2 separate regions of the Triticum aestivum genome follow, and region 2 is linked to region 1. Evidence: chromatin contacts called from public Hi-C data. All regions are on one chromosome and are shown on one strand. The core of a region is the stretch at or near the end of the contact, and the rest is flanking DNA. Distances in the headings are between cores, read along the strand shown.

What was found. Hi-C and Micro-C count contacts between places; a contact is called where the count stands out from the background.
Region 2: a contact with region 1 is called in a Hi-C map of leaf, with 2.5 times the contacts expected there. The contact joins the promoter of LOC123143438 here to the enhancer-like site in region 1. A contact is called at or near these places in 2 of 5 Hi-C or Micro-C datasets (both in leaf).

What each region holds. Positions count from the first base shown.
Region 1 is chr6D:47,142,600-47,146,479 of IWGSC CS RefSeq v2.1, reverse strand. No RefSeq gene overlaps it. Among protein-coding and RNA genes, the nearest start is that of LOC123143437, 6.8 kb to the right of the region's middle. Within about 2 kb of position 2,394, at least 8 of the 8 cell types and tissues checked have an H3K27ac peak or open chromatin away from gene starts, as enhancers often do. A contact at or near this core is called in leaf, where this site is marked.
Region 2 is chr6D:47,206,938-47,210,710 of IWGSC CS RefSeq v2.1, reverse strand. LOC123143438 (lon protease) reads right to left here and starts at 1,959. Exons shown (of 2, transcript XM_044562368.1): 1 at 1,803-1,959; 2 at 1-1,100. The coding sequence starts at 1,071. The coding sequence ends at 190.

The DNA of each region.
Region 1 (3,880 bases), core at 1,145-3,644:
GGAGGCCCCGATGGCCACCCGTCGCCGGTGCGGGGGTGCACCGGTCCGGATGCGTCCGCTCCTCCTCCCCCTTTCCTCGGCTGTGTGCTCTTTGTTGGGGCTCTGGCGATGCTCGAGGCAGGGCGGTTGCTGGCATCTTCATAGGTCGGGGCTGCCTGTCAGGCCAAAGCCAAGGCCTTTGGGTGTTCCCGGAGTTGCTCGGATGCTGGGCGGCGGCCCTGGCGGCGGGAGGCGCGGTGTTCATGGGCGGAGCGCGCGTCTTGGGTGCGGTCGGGCAGCCATGGCCACGTGGGTGGCATGGTTGGTGATGTTTGGCGAAGCATGGTGGTCTGGTAGAGGGTTAATACCGGAGTACATCACTTGCCCGGTCTTCTCTGGCCGACGGTGGCGGCGCCGCGGGCGTCGTTTCCTTCATGAAGGCTCCGTCGTGGTGTTCTCTTCTCTCCATGTTGCTCCGGGTGAAAACTTGATCTCCGTGATCGGGCGGTGGCGGCTTTCGGTGTCGTGCCCTTCTTGAAGGCACCGCCTTGGAGTCCATGCTTCGCCATTGTCCCGCTTCACTTCTTCTCGGTGGCTAGGTCTCGGAAGGTCCTCGTCGGCCCCAAGTGTTTGAGTGTGCTTGGTGGTCGATTGGGTAGTGTTGCAGTGCATCGGCACCCTTGTATCTTGCCTTGGGTGTGTACTCGGATTTGTACTTCTGGTCGATGCTTTATATATAAAGCGGGGCGAAATCCTTTTTCGGTAACCTTTTCCCTTGAGGTGCTTTGCGTCCCTGAGATTGCTGGTACAGCATAACCAGATGCTTGGGCATTGTGCACTTTTCAGTAGAATGCGTGTAGCATCCACACTTGTTGCAAAGCTTAGATTTATCAAACCTGGGATTTGAAGTGCCTTTTCCCTTGCCTAGGTATCTAGATCTCCTGTTCCCATTGCGCTTTCGCTTATGCTCGAAATTGGATTGTTTACCCCGAGAGGTACCATTAAACTTGTGTCTATTTGCAACATTCAAATGGACTTCGGGTAAAGGTTGTGCCCCAACTGGGCACTGAGAGCAATTCTTAGCGAGCAGCTCATCATGCTTTTCAGCCTGAAGTAACATGTGAATAAGCTCGGAATAGACAGTGTAGTTACGAGCACGGTATTGCTGTTGGAGGATCCTATCTGAAGGGAGCATAGTAGACAAAGTTTTCTCTATCTTCTCCCCCTCAGTAGGTTCCTTCTCACAAAAGCGCAGTTTGGAACATATCTTATGAACATCATGACTGTACTCACCGATGGACTTGAAATCCTGAAGACGGAGATGAGTCCAATCATGGAGTGCTTCTGGCAGGACTACTGCCTTCTGCTGTTCATACCTCGTTTTGAGGGCCAGAAACAGAGTACTAGGAGATTCCTCCTGTAAATACTCTGACTTGAGATCTGGATCAATATGGTGCCTTATTATGAATAAAGCAGCATAGTTTTGCTGTTCTGTCAGCGGCGTGGCCCCAGCCGGGAGAGGAGTCTCCGTGGGTTGTATTGCACGCGCTATCCCACGGGATGCAAGACTGATCTTGATGTCCATAGCCCATGTAGGATAATTGTGGCCATTGAGGGCAAGCTCCTCAAACTCTTTGGCAGTCATCTTTGCCTACATGGGAAAACGAGAGATAATTAATTTACGAGTGGTAAATTAAAAACCATCATGCTTTTGTAATAAGAATGCAAAAATTTGATACTCAAGTGTAATCTTGAAAAATTCTCAACCTCAATTGTGTGAACATAACACTTTGAAGATCACTTAGATCTCACGGTAATAGGCTGCATGGCCATTACCTTGTGTATGTTACAATTTAGATATAAGGAATACACGTTGAAGGTAATCGCTTGTCAGGTTGCCAAAGCGTAGACCTCACGGTAAGAGAGGATAGTCTGCAGGTGTGCAGTAGATCACAACTCATTACCTTGTGATTCCAAATGAGATGAGGGAGAAACATTCAAACATTTGCAAGTTTGATATGCGAGAGAATGTCTCAATCGCAAAAACATGTTCTATAAAAATGAGATGTGGTAAACACATGGAACATGTCATTCTTCCCGAATGAAATTCGATACTTTATTTATATTATCAAGCCATTGCATAATATAAACACACCAATAATTACACAAATCCTAAACTAGAGTAAATCTAGAACTGGACTAAATGTAAGTAGCGGTCAAACTAGGTACTAAACAGTACTAAACATAGTCTAAAACTGCACTAATACAATAATCAGTACTAGACTAATAAGAACAGAGAAAAAAATGAAGTCCACGGCCAACAGAAAGGCAGCCAGGGGACCCGCAGGCGCCTGGGCCTGGGCCTGCACGGCCTTTGGACGGCCCAACCGCCGCCGCACCGCATAAGGCAGAGGGGGGAGAGGGCGGTTACGGATAGGGATCGGATAATCCGACGCCCGCACCACCACTCGATCCCCTCCTCCGACACGTCGCTACCAGCGGGGGAAGCGGCTGCCGCCGCATCCCATCGGCCTCTGGTGGTCACCGGCTCGTCGCCGTTGAGCCCTCCTCATCCGAAGAGAAGACGGCGATGGTGGAGGCCTGGCGCAGCGGAGTGGTGGCGAAGCCGAGGTTCGCCGGAGCCCATGAGCCTGGGCGGCGGCTGGGGCAGCGGTCGAGAGCCGCGACAGCGCGCCCGAAGAGGCGGGCGAAGCGCTACTCCGCGCGAATGCTCGGGCCCGCAGTAGCCTCTAGTGGTGGTGGGGGGTTGACGCCGACACCTTCCATCCCTACTCCGAGGTGGATGACGCCGGAGGCGCCGGTGGGCGCTGACACGAAGCCAAGCGCGGCCTCTTCGTCCACAGTGGCGCGCATCGGGACGGGTGCGTAGCCAGGAGGGCCACGGCTCGGGCCAACAGCCTCGCCGGCGGGCGTCGGCGTCGAGGGCGGGAGCCAAGGGGCCAGTGGAGGAGGTGGAGGCGGAGATCAGGGGGGCGATCCAGGCGCAGCGGCGGCCCCGTTCATCATCGGGGTGCTCGGGCCGGCCACCATCCGAGGGTCGAGCCCCATGGGCGCATGGCCATGGGCGCGAGGAGCACCGCTGTGGGTGTGTCCTGTGGCGTGGCGACCCTGTCCCGGGCGTGGTGAGCACCACGGGCGCCTCTCCTAGCGCCACGATGGTCGCGTCCAGCGGCACGACGGATAGCCTGGCGACGGAACCGCCGGAGTCTACCCAGTCCATGGAAACGGCGACCGTAGCGTCGGCCATCCTCGTGGATCAGACGGAGGAAGAAGGAGACGAGGCTCGGCATCTCACCGGCGGCGAGTGCTCTTTCCCTCCCTTTCTTCTCTCTTTTTGCTCTTCGCTGGTTGTTCTACGTGCGTGATAACGTGTTCGAGATCGAAAGTGAAATCTCTATCTTGATTGATGGTTACAGGCGCTACTTATACCATCTGAAGAGACACGAGCGAGAAGGCGTCTATGCGAGACAAACCGCACAACAGTTTGGGCAAGGGGAGATTTTCTCTTAATTACAAATTGTAATTAATTCTAACAGAACCGAACGCCCCTGAAAGTTAGGCACGCAGGCCTTGGGGGACAAGTTAACAAGGACCACCTCTTCATAAGTTTATTACTTTATCCGTCTGGTATTAGTTGTCTTAAACGGATATATGTGTAGCATTAAAATACGTCTTAATACTTTCATTTTAGCGACAACTAATATGGAACGAAGGAAGTATACTAATAAAAAACATTAGTCATTTTTTTGCCGTCAAATCACAATACAACAGCCAGGATTGCATCGTCGTTGTTCATCTTCATCTCCCGCACTACCTCCCAGCCAAGCTATAATCGGCAGCCTGACTTCACAACTTCATTCATCCGTCAATCAGACGGTAT
Region 2 (3,773 bases), core at 710-3,209, 65 kb before region 1:
TTGAAGATGGTGTGTATATACATGACTGAGTAACAGAGTACATCCAGAAATTAGTGAAGTTTCACCACAAAGACGAACGTTCAAGGATATACAATATATACACATTACGACAGAAGCAAAGTATCAAACGACAATGCAGCAAGAACATACTCCTATTACCAGAATGGCAGCTGCAATGCACCAGGTCTGCTACTGCTTCTCATTGCAGGACAGTTGCCCAAAGGCGTCCCTGATCGCCACTACGGCTGCCAGGTACTTGCTCCTCTGTTGAAGATACATTCGTTCTCTCACCAATCGCTGTGCTGTGTCATCTAACCCGAGCAACCATTGCTGCTCTGAACGATCTTCGACAAACAACCGAGCGACGACCAAGGAGAAAGACTCCGGAGAATGCATCCTGCTGAGCTGCCTAGCCTTGTCTCCCATTAGTTTCCAGCTGAGCTTGTCTGAAAGCATTGTCACGTCCTTCAGGTGCCCTTCCACCTGCTGCATCAGGCACCCCAGGTTACTTGAATCAGGTGAGTCTCTGTCTTTCAGTACCTGGACTCTTGCGATGACATAGGGCTTTGTTCTGACGACCTCCAGGACACGGAACCGGTCACCGCCGACGCACGTCAGGAAGAAGCGGTCATCGACGAGCTTATCGCACTGAACGATATGGACCATGCATCCAACATCGGCCATCCTACTATCTTTCCTGCTGGAGTAGATGATACCAAAGCTGTGACCTTCCTGGAGTAGGAGTGTCTGCATCATGATGCGGTATCTGAACTCAACCGTCTGCAGCTGCAGCGTCTGGCCAGGGAAAACGACCGATTGGTACAGGAGTATGGGGATCTCAGTAGTCTGATGATCCTGATGGGACTGGCCAACCTCGTCGACGCTGCCATGCGGATTGGCTCTGCATTTCAGGACTGGTGAACTCTGAAGGCGATTCTTGGTGGCGATTCTTGCTTGCGGTCTTGAGTGAGGTTTTGGCTGATAAAAGTAAGACTTGGAGTTGGAGGGACTGAAGCTGCAACTGTCTGGCCTTGCTAAACTGGGTGGAGCTTGCAGAGTCTTAAAGGCCATGTACTTGAAGTCCTCTTTCAGTGATGAGCCTGTTAAGATATATCCAAAGACAAAGAAAGTGATGTGTTCAGTAACCCTCTGGCTGCAACACGAGTGCCTTGTACCCAGTTATATGGTTACTGAGCAACCTTCAAACATCAACAAGTAACGGAATTCAATTTCAGATATTAAACACGTGCAACAGGTAAACAAATATTAAATCGACACGCTGAGAAAGATGTTAACACTTTCCTGAAAAGGCATTAACACTCCCATAATTGTAGTGAAAAGGCTCTGTATCAGTTACTGGTGAGTTGGATAAAAGCTTCTACTGTCTCCAAAGAACATCACTCACTAGAGAGTACAATTGTACAAATACCAATCATCTGAAACAAAGTTTATGCTCATGATCCCGGCAGCTGTAAGCCTGTAACTAGAGTTCTAGACCAGCTTGTGATGGAACAGAGTCTGTGAAAGTGCCCCCTAGTAGTACTGTATTTCCTAACAGAAGATAAACGAAGAAAGAAAGAACTAATATAAACCCTGGCTTTCAGAGACGCAGTTCGTGGCACCAGTTTGACCAGATGATCTAGCTGAGGAGGAACACCATGGGGGATGGATAAGACGAGGAAAAGCCGCCGGATCATATCTTCATATCACAGCCAACAAAGGGGAGGAAAAACAAGCCGTACAGGCGGAGAAGAAAGCGATCAACATGCAGGAAGAGGAAGGGATGCAGCGCCGCCGTTTACCTTGTTTGGTCTGTTTTCAGGAGGAGCAGAGCAGCAGATCGGACTCAGCTCGGAGAGGATAGGGGGGGCGGCCGGCAGAGGGGGGAAGAGGATAGAGTGATAGAGCCTGGCACTTATATCAACTCAATATGTTTATCGGATCCAACCAATCTTTGGGTGGTGGCCCCCACGCCGCACCTACCGCTGCCGCCTAGTCGAATTGTTATACTCCCACGATTTCATAATACAGTACATACAGATTTTTTGAAAAGTCAAATCTTAGATCAAGTTTGTGAAGAAAAGATATTAAATTTAAAGTGCCAAACATGTATCATTAGATTTATCATAAGATATAGTTTTAAATTTGTATTTTCAGTATTATATACACAAATTGTTTTTTCTATAAACTTGATTAAATTTTGTAAAATTTAACTTTTAACAAAAAATATATGTACTACATTATGAAACGAAGGTAGTACTCAGCCTGAGATGATTGAATTGATTCTGCCAAAGTGCACATATCACCAATTTTTTTATCGTGTAGCACCCCAACGCACCAGACAACGCTTGTTATACATAACTTCAAGTAGGTAGCTAGCAGCAAGCGAACAACAGTGTGCCGCACATTGTTTCCATCGTACAGCTAGCTAGCACGCCTTTCTCTTGTGGATAAGGAGGGGGATCTGGACCGGAGTGGAGTCTTGCACTTCTCTCCTCGTCGAGACATGATTCAGATAAGATTAGCCAGGCGGCATCACTTGTCGCACACACGCACACGCTTGATCCTTGTTAGCCATCGTGTGTGCGTGGCACTAACAAGAAACAGCTTTGGGGATTCTGCTGGCAGCAACTTCCCGGAGATTCAGAACGGCACTTCCTAGGCATCGACACGCAAAATTACCCATAGTGAGAGTAACATAGATAATAACATCACATGTATCTAGATAAAATAGATGATGTGGTAAACAATAAATGAAGAAAGAAAGGCATGTGGTAACATAGCTAGTTAGTATGAGTAACATCACACATATCAAGGCAAGATAAGTTTATAGCCTAATAAATAAAGTGTTGCATGTTACCGCATATATGTTACTTACCATTATAGAGGTACTAATATAGACTAGTAACATAGGCATGTTACTAGTCTAAGTTACTCCCCATTGTGGCTAGTCTAAGACACCAAATGTTTTTTTCTCGAATGATAAGTGTTACACATGTCGCATGAAGTAATTTTGTCCTCATCTTTTTTATGACTAAAGTTGCCATCTGAAAAGAAAAGACAAATCGTAGGACAGACGCAAATATTTATACATACGCATATACACTCATCATATGAATGCACGTATGTCCCCTATGAACATCTACAGGAAACTGAGCCGGCACATCATTTTAAGATTGACGAAGTCGCCAAAACGTCTTTGTAGTCGACGAAAACATCTCCTCACACTAAATGCACATCACTAAAATACCTAAAATAAATACAGAAAAATGCAAGCACCAATGTCAAATCTAAAACTTGAATTCAGATGGACTAGGATATCACTGTCCTGCTAATCATCCAACCATAGATTGATTCACAGGCACAAAATGTGTTAAAGCATCTCCAACAAGTCTCATTTTCGTAGAAAGATGACACTTCCCATTAATATTCCCCCTAAACTTAGACGCCTCATTTGATACGCCATAGTATAAGAATTTCATGAGATAAGATTCTTATAGAAATTTTTTCTTTAGATCCTTTTTGTTTGTAGGAGTGGATTTTTATTCTTATATAGCATTGGTTCCTGCTCTTCCCATTTCAAAGGAAGAAAAATCATTAGCTCGGATGTAATTGGAAAAAAAATCCTAGCCTACGAACCAAATGACATATCTTTTTCTATATGATTTGACATTTTTTGTAACTTGAAATCCTATCATGCGAACCAAATGACATCACTTTTTCTACATGATTTGACATTTTCCATAACTTTTCTATTCCTATAAACCAAAGAG